Linked DNA regions of Lactuca sativa: region 1 is linked to region 2. Evidence: chromatin contacts called from public Hi-C data. All regions are on one chromosome and are shown on one strand. Each heading gives the region's core, a stretch centred on a gene start, on an enhancer-like site or on the middle of the called end of the contact. The rest is flanking DNA. Distances are from core to core; before and after follow the strand shown. Region 1 holds the start of LOC111918749 (ACT domain-containing protein ACR8). Region 2 holds the start of LOC111918752 (AT-hook motif nuclear-localized protein 1).

Evidence for each region. A called contact is a pair of places that touch in the nucleus more often than the background predicts.
Region 1: a contact with region 2 is called in a Hi-C map of leaf, with 6 times the contacts expected there. The contact joins the promoter of LOC111918749 here to the promoter of LOC111918752 in region 2. A contact is called at or near these places in 2 of 4 Hi-C or Micro-C datasets (leaf and seed).

What each region holds. Positions count from the first base shown.
Region 1 is chr6:14,828,489-14,831,188 of Lsat_Salinas_v11, reverse strand. It overlaps LOC111918749 (ACT domain-containing protein ACR8), which reads left to right and starts at 1,346. Exons shown (of 5, transcript XM_023914370.3): 1 at 1,346-1,680; 2 at 2,045-2,090; 3 at 2,202-2,316; 4 at 2,441-2,700. The coding sequence starts at 1,610.
Region 2 is chr6:14,562,683-14,565,382 of Lsat_Salinas_v11, reverse strand. LOC111918752 (AT-hook motif nuclear-localized protein 1) reads left to right here and starts at 1,422. Exons shown (of 5, transcript XM_023914372.3): 1 at 1,422-2,354. The coding sequence starts at 1,937.

The DNA.
Region 1 (2,700 bases), core at 97-2,596, 270 kb before region 2:
TAGAAATTGATAATTTGATGAGTTTCATATAATCTAATAAAATTAAAGTTGAAATAAAGCTACAAATATGTCACAATTGAAATGTTTTAAGAAATTTTCATAATTTGAAAAATACTAAAAATAAAGAGTAGGTTGCAAATATTAAAACACCAAAATTAGAATAATTGAAGATCACGTTTTCTTTATATTTTGTTAATGTCATAGATCCTTGTCAATTGTATTATTGCAAAATCATATTCTGCACTTATATGGCAATTAAACATATCTTACGTATTTAATAACTTGTGATATGATTTTTACTTAACTTGATCATGCTAAAATTAGAAACAAATTGACTTAATGATCTTATAAAATCAACTAAACGCATTAAAAACATAATATTCCATATTAAAACTTTATTCTGTTAATTAATTAAATTTCATTGGCCAGCGCATATCTTCCAAATCTTCCAAAGATAAATACAAGAAACCCTAGTTGATTCATATAACAATAAAAATTTTACGAATTAAAAAAAATATATAAAAACAAAAACAAAAACCGGCGTTAATTTTAGACAACGGAAAATCCAATTTATAGACGGTTGTTGTCAAAGTGTGGCCGTCGGGTCGTTAGTTATTTTTTATAACATTTTTAATTAAATTCAAATTTAAATTAATATTTTCCACGTGGCAGTCCCCTGCCGTTGCTTCATTTTAAATGCTACCCATGGTTTGAAGTTGAAGGCAAGCAAAGGAGCACGTGCGGGCCCCAATCACGGTCCTACATGGCATCCATTTCCTTGACACGTGTCAAGTTGACTTATATTGAAAGAAATTGAAAATCAAGCCAAATTTCGGGCAGTTGTCCCCGGGCACCCGAATAAACAGTTTTCTAAATTGAACGTTATTTAGATTTTAGATTTTATAAAATACTTTCTATTTTTAAATAAATATAATCTCCAACTTTAATAGCCATACACTCTAACTCTATATTTATAATATATTTTAATACAAAAAATATTACTTATAATAAATAAAAAGTAAATTCCTTATTTTATCAATTAATATAATTTAGTTTTTTTTTTGTTTTTAATATTTAATAGGCCATACTACAATAATTCCATTATATTTTTGTCATTTTTGTGTATTTTGTTTGTTTAATAAACAAGCTTATTTATTGAAAAGCTAATTATTTAATCATGGTAAAAAAATCTTTCCAATATGACTAAAGTTTCTATATTCATATTTATAAAGTCATTTAAAGAACGATTTTACAAAATCCACTTGGTGTCCTTTTCGTATATATATTTATTTACTTTTTCATATTATTTAAGAAACTTGTTGCCTTCAATATAAATAAGACTTAAACCCACAGGGAGACAATTAACCGAAAAGCGTGTTGCAGTGCTTCTTTTTGTAATTCTAGAGAGACAAAGAGAGAGGTGATCTTTCATGGCGATTTAGTCGATAAAGCTAACAATTTCTTCAAATTTGGGCTCTCTATTAGCTGTACTCTTTTGTTTTGTTTCCTTTCTCTCTTCAACCCATTCCCTCCATAAAAAACCACTTCAAAGCAAAGTCTTCTGATCCATAAGTTACTGACAATTTCGTCGCCTGAAGAAGAAGAGAAGATGATGCAAATGGACCGGAGACCGTTTTTGGAAGAGTATGAAAAGCTTGTTGTTCGTATGAACACTCCTCGGTAAGTTAATTTGTTCTTCGTTTTCGCATCATTGTTTTCTGTATTTGTGATTTCTGAGTAAGTTTTTTGAACATGTCGGTTTGAACTTTGAAGTTGATTCGGTTTAGATCGAAGCGAAAAATTCTTACCTGCAAGAATTAAGTCTTGTGTTTAATAATATTTTAAGACCTAATGATCGGAATTTCTTTGACTTTTCAAAGATATTGAGAACAAATTCATCCAGAAGTTGCATTCAAAATCCACTTGTGACTTTTCAATACTAATTTTCCTTATTTTGCCCTAATTTTCAAGTTCAAGTTCAAAATTTGAATTTCCTTTCAGTCTGCGCGTTTGCTGATTTGTCTGTTTCATATCTCTTTGCCAGGGTCATGATTGACAATGCCGGTTGTGTGGACGCAACACGCATCATGGTAAGTTTCAAAGTTTGTTGACCAACTTCTATATTTCTTCGATCAAACTTTGAATTTTTCATATTTTCAACGAATTTGTTTGACTCACGCCATTTTTTTCTTTGATTTCAGATTGACAGTGTCAGGAAAGACGGAATTCTTCTCGAAGCAGTTCAAGTCCTCACAGATCTAAACCTTTCCATCAAAAAAGGTTACGTCTCCTCCGATGGAAGATGGAACATGGATGGTAATCTACTATTCCACCTTTACCTTTTCCAATTAACAAAATCCTTTAATCATTTTGTCAGATTTTCCTGTTTGCATCTTTTCGTTACTAATTACACTTTCAATCTCATCATCATCATCTACAGTCTTCCATGTCACAAATTTGGATGGCAACAAATTAACAGACGAAAGCATCATCAATTGCATTCAACAATCTCTCGGAACCGTTAACAGAACAAAATCAAAGTCGATTGACGGAATGACAGCCCTAGAACTCACAGGCACAGACAGAGTCGGCCTTCTATCGGAAGTTTTTGCAGTTTTATCAGAGCTCAACTGCGACATCATCGAATCAAAAGTATGGACACACAACGGCAGAATTGCAGCGATAATCCATCTAAAAGAT
Region 2 (2,700 bases), core at 173-2,672:
CCATTTATTCCCTCATTTTGGGGAAATGAATAGTATAACATCATATTTGGTGTTATATTATTTATTTTCCCCAAAATATGGATGAATTTTGAGTTGTCGATTTTAGTCATTCTTTTTATATATTTATATATTTCTGGTTTTTTTTATCTACTAATTATAATTAAAATGTAATATTTAATACTTATAATATTGTGGTACACATTAAATTATATTAATTAATTATAAATATAAAGTTTGTTTTTTGTTTATCAAATTCATATTAAAATTTAAATACATATTATATTGAAATTTTAAAACACAATAACGTGTTTTACAAAAAAAAAAAACTTATAATTAAGTGTTATAAATATAATCTTATTTTTTAATATTATTGTAATGAAAAAAATATAGATTATATATTTGTTAAAACCAAATTAACAGAAGAGGGTGTATTTAACAATTTATATAAGTTGGAAGAATGAAATATACTTTTTAAGGGTAAAAATAAAGTAAAAATGGAATAGGATTAGAAATGAAACACTATTTATCTTATTTTTTATTTTATTTAAAAAAAAATAAGTTGAAAATTGTCTAACCAATCTAGTTTTTTTAACTCATACAACATTTTCATTAACTCATTTGAAAATGTATAAGTAAGGATATTTTTTTTCAACCTTAAATATTATAGGTACATAGACTAATCACAGCCCAATAAATATGATATGTTATTTTAATTTTATTAGTTATTGGTTTATTTCTTTTTTTTTTTTTGGTTATTTTAGACAAAAAAACAAAATAAAATAGTAAATTAGGTTAAATTTGTTTTTTTTTTCTTTTTTTAAACAATCCATTTAATTTATTTTAAAATATCTTGTTTGTTTTCATATATTCTTCTTATTTTATTTAAATTTAAATATTATAAGTAAGATAATTGTTTATTGTTCAATAGTCTTTAACTCTTTATATTAATTAAAGAAAGCCTAGAACTTATAAAAAGTAAGAAAGAGGGCAAAATAAAATTGAGTAATTTAAAAGTATGAATTTGAGGTTCATTGTTTTGGGGTAGAAACCAAGATGGCCTTTAAAATAATTTATATTCTTTAATACGAATAATATGCTATTTTCTAAATTTCAATTGTTTTCATTCACCTTTCTTTGTTTGTATATGAATAACTATATTTTATATACTTTTATGATATATTAAATTATGTTTATAAAAAATCAAATATAATTAAATAATTTGTTTTTTTTAAAGAGGTATGGTTGTCTTCATGCCTTGGCAACCTAATTTCACTTTTCTTTTCACCGGACTTCAACCCATTTATTAACCAAAATACATAATATTTTCCACTTTAATAGTTGATAATTAAAGCCCAACATTAAATAATTTCTTTTTTCCTCTTTTAATATATTTTTTTATTTTTAATTTATAATTCAGACAATCTTGAGAAAACTAAGCAACCCAAAATAGCTTTAACATCTAAAAACACCCACAATTTTCGATACATCTCAGAAAAGAAATTCAATCTTTATCTTCTCATACTCATACTCTACCCCCATTATTCCTCAAAAATCAAAAAATTGTTTTTCTTTTCTTTTTATTCAAATTAAAATTATTGATCATCTTCCTCATGCATACTACTGGCTCATCTATTTAATTTTCTACAATTTTTCATATGAAAAGCCTCTGTATTTCTGTTCGTTGATCTCACTTCAACGAAAAGAGCTTCCCAGAATTTTGTTTCTTCAAAAAAGATTTTCAATTTCGAATCTTTTTGTTTAAAAGTTTCTGGGTTTTGGGTTTTCAGTTCTACTATTAAAAACTGGAAAATCTCATTAAATATTTTTAGGTTTTTTTTTTTAAATAAAAGATTATAGAAAATCAATGTGTTCTTCCTGAATCCTCTGTGTTTCTTGATTTTTAGTCTTTTTTTTTTTGTTATAAAAATATTGTTTGATGATTGAGGGAAGCGAAATGAATAACAGCGGTGTTACAGTGGTTGGATCAGATGCACCCTCCGATTACCATATTTCTCCGAGAACTGAGACACCCACCAAGCTCCCTACCACCACACCGAAGCCTCAATCAATCACAGCCCAAATGGCCGCTATGGCCGCCACTTCTCCGTCGTATCCGGCGGCTCCACCGCCGGCAGGCGTAACACCATTAACAGAAAAGAAAAAAAGAGGCAGACCCAGGAAGTATGCTGAAGATGGATCTGTCAGAAAGGCGTTATCTCCAAAACCCATCTCCTCCGCCGCGCCTCCGCCGCCGCCAGTGATCGATTTCTCCACCGTAAAAAGAGGCAAAATCCGGCCCGACTCCGCTGCAAAACACGAACAACGACGACCCAAAGAAATGGAACAACCTTTAGGTAAACATCTGGAAATAAAGGTTTTGTTTTTCTTGTTAAAGTTCGAGTCTTTTATGTTTTTATGTTAATGTGAAGTGGGTATTATTTGATCTGATGAAATAATTTCAAGATTTTCAAGGGTTTTGATTAGAAAGTGGGACCTAAATGAATAGAACCCCTCCAACATAGATCTTGATGTTAATAGAATAGTTCTAGAAGCCCTCTGCTTTTTGTGGGGAAGTTGGTGAGTGAATCTTCAACAGACGATTCTAATTTTTGTTGCTTACCTTTTGGGATATATATACATACATACATAACATACGTATACATGACAAGAAAAAAACATGTTTAATGAAATCTTTTTCGA